Linked DNA regions of Mus musculus: region 2 is linked to region 1. The links are chromatin contacts, called in public Hi-C maps. All regions are on one chromosome and are shown on one strand. The core of a region is the stretch at or near the end of the contact, and the rest is flanking DNA. Distances in the headings are between cores, read along the strand shown. Region 1 has its middle 500 kb from the start of Zfat. Region 2 has its middle 360 kb from the start of Zfat.

What was found. Hi-C and Micro-C count contacts between places; a contact is called where the count stands out from the background.
Region 2: a Hi-C map of uterus shows a contact between it and region 1, with 3 times the contacts expected there. The contact joins two enhancer-like sites. A contact is called at or near these places in 2 of 484 Hi-C or Micro-C datasets (cortical neurons and uterus) and 1 of 115 datasets of contacts at active chromatin or transcription factors (differentiating embryonic stem cells).

Annotation. Positions count from the first base shown.
Region 1 is chr15:67,756,752-67,762,156 of GRCm38.p6, reverse strand. No RefSeq gene overlaps it. Among named protein-coding and RNA genes, the nearest start is that of Zfat, 500 kb to the left of the region's middle. Within about 2 kb of position 2,741, at least 12 of the 459 cell types and tissues checked have an H3K27ac peak or open chromatin away from gene starts, as enhancers often do. A contact at or near this core is called in uterus, where this site is marked.
Region 2 is chr15:67,898,244-67,903,648 of GRCm38.p6, reverse strand. No RefSeq gene overlaps it. Among named protein-coding and RNA genes, the nearest start is that of Zfat, 360 kb to the left of the region's middle. Within about 2 kb of position 2,143, at least 32 of the 459 cell types and tissues checked have an H3K27ac peak or open chromatin away from gene starts, as enhancers often do. A contact at or near this core is called in uterus, where this site is marked.

The DNA of each region.
Region 1 (5,405 bases), core at 1,492-3,991:
AGAGGCCCTTGGTCTTGTGAAGGCTCAATGCCTCAGTGTAGGGGAATGCCAGTACAGGGAAGCGGGAGTGAGCAGGGGGTGGGGGGAAGGAGGATGAGATAGGGATACTTTCGAAGGGGAAATTAGGAAAGGGGATAAAATTTGAAATGTAAATAAAGAAAATATCTAATAAAATATACTAAGTAAAATGAAGTTTTCAAATTTTCAAACTTTTTTACAAGTGAACATTTTGGTCATTTCCATCCTTTTACTATTAAAATTCATTACACCTTTAAAAAAAAAGAAATTTTAACATGATTTTTGCCATGACTTTACACTGACACTTAAAATTCATTTCTTAGAAATGCAAAGGAGGTATACTTGAAAAGAAATTTATCACTTTTGTGGATATAAAAAGTGTCACTATTAAGATGTCAATTCCTTATGCAGCAGAGGACACTTTGAAATTCTTAGTGGTCTTGAGTCGGTAGATTTCCAAGGAGGGGCAGTGTGATAATATGATCCTTGTGTGAGGGATAGATTAGGAACCAGGCAAAAAAGAGATGATAAAAATAAAGAATGAAACAATGTTCTTAAAGCTATAGGAAGGGACACAAGTCAAAGAACAGACAGGTATGTGAAATAGAAGGCAAGGAAAACCCTTTCCTCCTGAGGTCTACTAAGGGAACCTGCCTGCTATATAACCTGATAGTATATTAGTGAAACTGATGTCTAACTTCTGAGCTCTAGAATAAATGGATTTAGTTCAAGTTGCTAGTGCTTGTGATTTATATAACTAGTCAGTTCTATTTAGTGTAATCTGAACGCTCTATATCATGGGCATGCATTGAAACATCATGTAATATTTTATAAGTATGTACCATCAACTTAATTAATTGCACATAAAATGCACAGAGGACTACTCAGCTTCATGAGGAGCAGTGCTTCCAGCTGGGCATTTCCTCCTGGGGAAGGATATGCCTGCCTTTGCTAGTCCCCACAGGACATGCAAACAGTGTCTCCATGTAGCCGCCCTCACATTTAATTTCCCTATTTCACAAGCTGACAGTTTAGCTTGGTGTGCACTGTAAGAGACCAGACCTTTCAGGTGGTGCTCTGACTTATGCTATTTCTATTGCCTTTTTATTTTATTTTTTTCTCTTTCTTGCACTTACAGTAGGAAAAAGCATTTCATCAGAGGTAGGGGTAAGGTCAAGATTGAATGTGGCAAGAAAACTTGTGTGTTTCTTGTAAAGGTTCAAGAAAACCTCCCCCTTCCAACCTCTGTGCCTTCGGGAGCTGATTTTGAATCGTTTCTTAACTTGTCTCTAAAATCTACCAAAACAAGGTTAAGGGCCAAGCTTTGTTCTTATTTCCTGCTCTGCCAGATAATGAATTTGAGACTGCTTATCCATGGATCTGCACTGCACATTGGGTGGAAGTGGCTGGTCACAACTGTGACACAGATATCTCGTTGGCAATATTTCTGAATAGTAATGGTTTAAGGGCTTGGAAGAAAAGTAATTAACAAAGGAAAGGTATGGACATAATTTGGGAAAAGAAAACTTCAGTGGAGTGGCTTTGAAGGTGCCACTCTGGAGGTCATCATATTTTTCCTGGAAGTGTGGGTGTAGTTTAAAGTAACAGTTCTCATCCTGTGGGCCGAGACCCCTATGGTGAACTTCTATCTCTAAAAGTATTCATATTACGATCCCAAACGGTAGCAAAATTACAATTACAAAGTAGTAACGAAAAATAACTTTATGGACTGAGGCCACCACAATATGATGAACTGTAAAAAAGTCTTGCAGCATCAGGAAGGTTGAGAACCACTCATTGCATTAAAGTTATTCTTTTTTTTTTTCATGATTTAAATTGTTCACATTGCTTCCCCCAGTCACCTTCCTCTCCTCCAATCCCAGTCCTATCAAATCCCTCCCCCTAAAAGCCCTCCTTGGGTACCACCCTACCCTGGGTCTTCTAGTCCCAGCAGCACAAAGCACCTCCTTGCCCACTGAGACCCAACCAGGAGTCCGGGTAGGGGAAGGTGATCCAGTGGCAGGCAACAGATTTAGACACAGTCCCCTGCTCCAACTGTTAGGGGACTCGCTCACATGAAGACCAATCGATATATCTTCTGCAAATGTAGGGAGAAGCCTAGACCCAGCCCTTGCATGCTCTTTGATTAGTGGTTCAGTCTCTGTGAGCCTCTTTGGGCCCATGTTAGTTGACATCATAGGTCTTCTAGTGGTGTCCATGATCTCACTGGGTTGCTCTGTCCTCTCTCCCACTTGTACACAAGACTCTCTGAGGTTAGCCATGGGTCTCTGCATCTGTTATATCCACTGATCCATGAAGATACTCAGGAGACAGTTATGCTGGGTTCCTGCAAGAAAAGCAGAGTATCATTAATAGTATCAGGAGTTATCTCTCTCACGTGGGACAGCTCTTATGTTGGGCCAGTCAATGGTTGACTGTTCTCTCAGTCTCGGCTCCATCTTTATCCTTGCAGATCTTAGAGGCAGGACAAGTTTTGGGTTAAACACTTTGGCCTAATCTTAACATGAAGACAATGAGGGAGCTATTATAAACTCATGTTGCAATAAGAGATATTAAGATGCAGGGAGGTTCAAGGGCTGGTTATCCAACTTGCAAGTACTAGCAGTAGTTGAATGGTCCCTGGAGCCAACACCATGGAAGGCTGAAATGAAATCCTTGGGCTCATTTCTGCAGTGACTCACGAAGCTGAAAATACAGCCTCCACCCATCTGCTCACATTGATTCCAAATGTTCTGAGTTCTACACAAGAAGCGTCAGTGCCGAGCCCAGGAGATTTGAAGATGAAAGAGATTTCGCTTCTTTTATGAGTGATCTCATTTCATGGATCATTCCAGCATTCAAACTGGGGATGAGAGCAGGAGGCCCAGAGTGATTAACAAAAAGTGAGTGGTCAGAAGGCCTGAAGGGAAATACAAACAAACAAACCCAAACCCAAATCCAATCAACCAAACAAACACCCCTCCTGCCAAGAATCTTGGTGAAAGCTTCTAGAAATTATTTATCTAATGGTAAAGTAGGGAAGCAATATTTTGCAAGATGTAAGCTTGATGCTGTGAGGCCCAATAAAACATTCCAGGCCATTAAAAGATAGGACCAAAGCAAACCGAACCACAACAAAAATGGAGCAGAAGATTAGAGGGCTTTGTCCCAAGTTTCTTTACATCTCTCAGCTCTCACTTAGAAAAACACAACTAACAAACCAGTTGGCTCCCAGCTCTCCTTCAGTACTCAGAATCAGAATTTCAATGTGAATATGACAACCAAAAAGGATTCCTTTTGACATCATCCCCACCAATTTGAGGTTTATTTGCCCCAGGCCGATGACAGATATAGCTATATCCAGTGGGTTCTGTGGTTTTATGAGGGTGTTCTAGTGAGGAATGCTACTCTAAGCACCCTTTCAGTTTTGCTCAGATTGTTTTTATAGGGAAAGTTATGAGTCTTGGTAATTGCTAGAGTTTACCCTCTACGCCTCCTCCTTAGATGTGAACATAGGCTTCTTTGCCTTCTTAAATTCTTATCACGGTCGCTGTTGCATGGCATCGTCCCTTGGTTGCTAGGTTGGTATTATTTATGAGCTAATGACAGAGTAATAAATACTGTAGTAAATAGTTGCACGGTGACATTTGCTGAACCAAAGTTACAGGCAGCTGGAGATTGTTTCCATGCAAAATTGCTTTCACTATTCTCCCCATTATAATGATCTACAGCCTAGATAAAAGTACCTCTGCACCCCACCCCAAATGCATCACCATTTCCTTGTAAGATCAATAGACCTTCAGTAGGAACCTGTCCATTCATATTGTGCTATAGGAAGCTTTTGACAGCCTCTATGGTAAACTCAGGGAGAACCTTCCCCTATCTGGAATGAGTGTATTTTTAAGTTTTTGTTCAGATTAAATTAGCTGCATTTATTAATTCATTGTGTGAGACAGTTAGTAGGTTTCTATCATGAGTGATACAGTACCTCTGCTTAAAGAACCTAAGTTTTTAAGAAAGGAAGAGAAGCAAATATAAACAATTCAAAACACACATACAAACACACACACACACACACACACACACACCAGAGAGAGAGAGAGAGAGACAGAGACGGAGACACAGAAAAAAGAGACAGAGAGATAAAGAGACAGAGAGAGACAAAAAGAGAGAGACAGAGAGGGAGAAAGAGAGAGAGAGAGAGAGAGAGAGAGAGAGAGAGAGAGAGAGAGAGAGAGAGAAACTATAGGAGGTACTATAAAGAAAGTAGCAGACAGATTCAGAGAAAGTATTTAGTTAAGCTTTCTTTAGTCAGAGAAATATTCCAGAAAAGAAATGCATTAGCTCATGTTTTGAAAGATGGTTAGGGCATTGTGCTGGCAGGTTTTGTGTGTCAACTTGACACAAGCTGGAGTTATCACAGAGAAAGGAGCCTCCCTTGAGGAAATGCCTCCACGAGATCCATCTGTAAGGCATTTTCTCAATTAGTGATCAAAGGGGGAGGGCCCAACCCATTATGAGTGGTGCCATCCTTGGGCTGGTAGTCCTGGGTTCTATAAGAAAGCAAGCTGAGTAAGCTAGAAGAAGCAATCCAGTAAACAGCACCTCTTCATGGCCTTTGCATCAACTCCTGCCTCCAAGTTCCTTCAGTGTCTTGTCCTGACTTCCTTTGGCAATGAACAGCAATGTGCAAGCATAAACTGAATAAACCCTTTCCTCCCCAACTGGCTTCTTTGTCATGGTGTTTGGTACAGGAATACAAACCCTGACTAAGACAGGCATAGTCTTTCAAATGACTCTGGGTTAGTGGTATACACCTACTACATATATTACCATTCCTGTTCCCTATGTTTTCTGTGTCTGTAACATTAGGATTCCTATAAGGTTGGGTCCTCCCAACCTCCCCTGGTTGACTCAGGGTGGCCAGGCAAGCCTTGCTTCTATCCCAAGCTAATTTGTACATGTTCACCTTGTGTGGAAATGTCTTGTCCTCCAGCTTTACATGATTCATAACATAGACAATATTTTACTCTCCCCATAGCTCCCATGGGAGTACATCTCTGTGCCATGTGGAACTGAAGAGGGTTTGACCATAGGGATGGGCACCATACTAATTGTGTAAAAACAAAGAGCTTTCCAAGTGGATGGAGTAATACAAGCAAAGGTATCCAGGCAGGAAATTCAAATTATGTGAAAGAAATAATGGGGGGGGGGGGCAAGATCCTAAAAGAAGTGGAAAATTCTGGGGTATTGAGTTGAGGAGTAGTGACTTTTCCTGGGACATTAGAAGGAGCCACAGTCTTGTGATTAGAATGTTTGTTCAGAATGCTAGGATGCTCTCCTGGTCGTACCTGCATGCACTCTTCTGTTTAAGAGCTTCCCCTAGT
Region 2 (5,405 bases), core at 894-3,393, 140 kb before region 1:
GAGGAGAAAGATGCTTAGATGGAAGCATGAAGAAATATGGAAGTTTGGGAAGTAAAACATGGAGGATGAGGTTGCATATGTAGAAGTAATCGATAGGATTCCTGGAGGCAGCTATATATATGGGAGTAAGTGACAAGGTATGTATGGCTGACCACATCCTGACCAGTGGTCTTAGTAAGATATAGGAGCCAGTTTTAAGTTCTGAGATGAGTGCAGAGTGTTGAAGTTAGGTAGATGCTAGGATGGAGGTGGTAGAGTAGGTATTAGGTGATGGTGGTATCAAAGGGTGAGTGCTTACATGAAGAGGCATGGCATGAATGGAGCTTGTGTTCTGATTCTTTGTATTCTAGGCCATTTGCTTTCCTTCTTATTGCTAAGACTTCCTTTTCTCTAAGGCGATACCTCCCCCATTCAATTCAGCTGTGTCTAGAGCCTTTGTGGGTGGAGGAACTTGCCCAAGAGGAACTGTCTTGCCAAGAGGAACTGTAGATGTGCCACAGGCTGTTAAAAGGTCAAAAGCTTCTGTGGGCCTGTCACTTGGGTTTTCTCATTCTCCTGTGAGTCTGGAAGACACTCAAGGCAGCACCAGACTTCAGATTGCCTTCTAGAGGAGTCTAGAACCCATCGTAGACTTCTGCAAATCCTTGTTCCAGGGCTCCATTCATAGAGTCAGATGGATGGAATGGCAATCTCCGCTCCCTTTGATGCAAAGGTGTCTGAAAAAGGAATTCTGTGAGGGGGAAGAATACCTGCTACACGATGCCATGTGTCTGTGTCTCTGCATTCAGGTCTTTGAGTGTTTTTGAAACATAGGATCAGTTGCCAGTCTTCCTAAGTTGAAATTCTGACTTTGTTACTTAGTCTTCGCATTGAAATGGGGTATTTAATCAACCCTCAATTTTCTCATTGGTAAAATCGGGATGACACAGGGTCGGTGAATATGAAATGCTTGCAAATGCTTTGTAGGCATCAGCCAGTTACCAGGTATGAGAGCCAAGCTTTGCTCTCTACCTGCAAAAGTGCAGAGACCTGTGTTTGGATTTGTCAGTCTAAGAGCCCATTGTCCTTAAAGTCCAGAGATGTGGTTTAGAATCACCTTTTCTGTGGGTGACCTTTGTGACTTGGGATGTATTACTTAATCTCTTTAAGACTTGCAGTGTCCTTAAAAGATCATAGCCACACACACTAGAACTATCTCTCAGTTGAAAGGATTGATTGTGACAGTACCAGAGACGTGCTCAGAATGCAGCCTAGCTTAATGTGATTATGTGTGTGTGTGTGTGTGTGTGTGTGTGATTATGTCTGGTAATGCATGCTTTAAATGGCTTATTCATTCATTCACGCACTCAAGAAACATCTTTTGATCATTTGTTTTATATTTTGTTTTATCCATTGACTTTTGAGTCAGGGATAAATAAAAATTTATTTTCTCAAGTAATTCTAATCATGACCACTTAAATTCCACCACAGCCCTCTACAAGAGGGATTTATTTCTTAGTTTTTCAATATGGAAATCTAAGGCTAAGAATGGTGAAGTCTTTTAATTATAGTAGTCAGGGTCAAACTTTGGAAAACTGGAAATAGAGCCAGGATTTCAACCAAAGACTTCCGAGTGTGCCTTTTTTGATTGAAGTCAGCTTGTCTAAACCCATCAGTGTGAATGACAGTTACAAAGCTGGCTAGTGTCTGTCATCCTTGTTTTGAATTTTTGCTGAGATTCTTGCTGTAACAGTAAGAGCATGTTCTTCTTCACACACATGAGGATGCTGAGGACACAGGATGTTATAAGCACCATAGTTTACAGACCTAGAAAGAGGCAGAGCCAGGAGACAATGCAGGAATCTGTCCTGTGCTCCATGGGGCTGCCTCTATGCTGAATATCTTATCCAATGGTCACTTCTGCAATGTCACTACTCTCTCCTGACCTAGGCCCAGATCTGCTTGTTGATTCCCTGACAGTGAATTTCTTCCACAGCTAGCCTTTGAGGTTGGGAAGAAGAGTGACAGACAGGAGTTTTCTCCTCTCTCTGTATGTTCACTTTGGCCAAGCTGACTCGTGATATTCATACAGGGTGGGGAACCAGAAAGAGCTGACTCCACCAGCAGCTGCACATGGTCCCAATCAGCACCAGGGGGCCCTGGGGGGTCTTCTTTCCTTTGCCAATCTACAAACAGATTGACATGAACTTGGCTGGCATGTCCTCTCCAAGTCCGGTGGGACAAGAGATGGGGCGTCATTCTCCCAACTTCTTTTCCAGATGGTTGAATCCAAGACAGAAAATGAAATGAGCCTGAAAATATGCTGCTTGGAAGAGCCCCAGGGTTCTGGAACATCATGATGGCTGGGCAAGAACGGTTCTCTCCCACGGAGTCAGGCTCGGTGGGACAGCCAGTGAGAAGAATAGATCATGCAATGAGAATGAAATTGCTTCTGGACGCAGGGCTTCAGCTCTGTGGTTTCAACTCCCATCAGCCAGCAGCACTGCGGCTTTACTCAAGCAGCACACTGTGCCATCCACTAAGCGAGTGCAAGAAGAGTCGGCAGAGGCAAAGTCTTCCTGATGAGTCCACAGCTGCATTTGGCAAGAGCACATTAGCTTGTGGAATCGGGCCGAAGAAGAGCCTCAAAATAATAAAAGGCAAGAATTTTGTTTTGTTCTTTTCTACAAAGTGAGTATATTCTACTTATATCACAGGTGAGAATGGTTTGAAGGTTAGCCATACTGAGGACCTACTGTGTGCTTACACAGGCCTATTCAGGATCTCTTCATTCTTTTAGAAAAGATGTTGTCATCAAGTGAATACACACTCAGTTACAGAAACATCGATGTTAGGTTACCCTGACCTAAAACAGCCAATCCTTGGCTGGGGTTTAAAGAATCAGAGGCAGAGTTCTGATGATGTGGCCTTGGATTCAGCTCTCTCCATAGTCAGACTCTTTCTTAAGATATTTCAATGTCTTTATTCAATCAGTATGAAGGGTGAGTGAGCTGAAAGCAGGCTTGATGCAAAGGACAGAGCCAACTTCAGACAGTATACTTTCTCCAGCACCAAAGATCTTCCTGCTGCTTCTGAATCGCTCTCCTGACCCCTGGGGCCAGTGCTGCCATGCTCAAAGAAAACGAAACACTCAATCTTCCTAAGATTTGCATGGGCTGGAATTTCCAGGAAACACTATTTCTTCCTAGGAGCAGCTCTAAAGCTGTGGGGAATATGAGAGGACATATTAAGACCTCAGCCCTCTTCTGCCTAGGGTTGGGATGATTCTGAGGTTGGATTTTAACTGTACTCCTCAGTTTATTCTTGGGACTAAGCTCTAGTGGCTCACTTTAGCAACTGTCTTAAAAACAACTCTTTCTGGTCCCTGATCCCGTCCTGGATCATGGTCCTTATTCCCTATCAATGTACCTTGTATTGACAATAGGCAGTTTGTTCTTCAATTCATTATGTAAAGCAACACTCACCAAACTGTCATGCATGGAACGGATCCAGTCTGCTGCTTGATTTAAATAAATAAGGTGTGGTTGCTTCAGTTACTTTTCTAGTGGCTAGAAAGAAGCAACTTAAGAAAGAAAGGATTTTGATCTCATGTTCAGATCCCACAGCACACCAGAGAGGGCATGGTGTAACCGAGGGACGACCATGCGTCATCTGCAGCAGCTGCAAAGTGAGAAAGCACCTCTTTCACATCTTGGCTGATTGGGAAGCAGAAAGCATGGGATCTGGATCTAAAGCAGGGCCTGGCCATAACCCTTTAAGGCTAACCCCTGGGGTTCCGTTTCTGCTGGCCAGACCCCACACTCAAAAAGGAGCAGCACCAGCTGGAAACAGGACCAGATGTCTAAACACGGGAGCCTGCAAGCAGGGATGATGTCATATGGTGACCATGGCCATGCATGGAGGGGATACTGATGAAATCACTACAATCACTAGTTTACAATGATGATGAATGGTTAAAAAGCCTTGAGAAGAGAGAATTTGTATAAAGGAAACTGACTTTGGAGGGAGAGCTGAAACCTCTAGTCATTGCTGAAGGAGGATCCTAAGAGTATACTCACTGCCTCACATACTTCCTGTTTATTTTTGATGAAGTAATAATAATTATTCCCCAAAGCTCTGTTAAGATGTTGCGGTCCTTGTACCTCCATGGGCTTTTCTTAATCTTTAAGCTCCAGGCTCCCACTCCTGTTATGTTCCTTCCCTTTCCCAGCCTTTATAGGACACAAAGCTCTGGCTCCTTTCATTTATCAGTCTGGGAGCTTCTGGAAGACTGAGCCCAGGCCTCACTCTCTCTGCTAGCTCCTCTAAGTTGAGAGGCATACTATTTTCAGCTGGCATCTCAACCAATGCTCTTTAAATCAAATGATGTTGCAATCCACCCACTCCTGCCAGCTTTCTCTTTTGGCAACCAGTGCTGTATGCACACAGAGCCAATGAGGCTGGAGGCGATCCAACTGCCATGGCCTCTGCCTTACCCACCACTCTCCCCAAGCTAGTTGGCTTGGATGCACATGAACTTGATCCTATGACCTTGAATTCATTATCTCTGCATGCCAGCTCCCTGAGTTAGTCAATTTGAGACAGATGGATGTTCGAAGCCAGTCACTGGCATCTTCAGCAACCGTTGCCTAGAGTTTAAACTTTCTTCTAATTGATTCTGATTATCCCTGCCTTGGCCTATTCAGGGTGTGAGGCTTGAGAAAGGCTTTCTCAGTTCCCAGAGGCTTTTCCAAAGCCTGGAGAATAATCTAAACATTTAATCTAAAGATTTCCAGAAGGGCAACTTTTCATATGCACCAGGAAGTCTTCTGAAATGTGTTAAGCAATCATTCCATTCCTGCTGATGGATGAAATGCTGGCATCATTATCATAATGTTGTGCTGTATTATTTTGGCTGAAGATTATATTGGGTTTTTGACAAGAGGAGCAAAGTGGCAAATTGCAATAGACCACAAGAGAAATTAGTTATAATTCATTAGATACAGGCACCCCTTGAGAGAATAATAACAATAACAGTAATGTAGACAGCCCCCTACTAAGTTTCTCATCAGGATGTAGGACTCAGGGTGGATAATGTTCTGATTACACTGCTGGGTTGATAGATCAAATCTTGACTCCATTGATGAATGAACATCAATCATGCTGGCATATCTGATGGAGCCAAATCACCTGTCAATTTGATGGTTGCTTTGAAAAATTTATCATCCCTCCAAGAACAGTCACTCATTCCAACACCTGCACCCCAACAACCAAGGCTGTCAATGGGTTTTGAACACTTTTGTGTGTGTGTGTGTGTGTGTGTGTGTGTGTGTGTGTGTGTGTACCAGTATCCCTACTCTATGGAATTGACCATTTTCTCCTGAGGGTTCTGGCAGTGATGCCTTAGAGTTTCCTTGATACTTGAA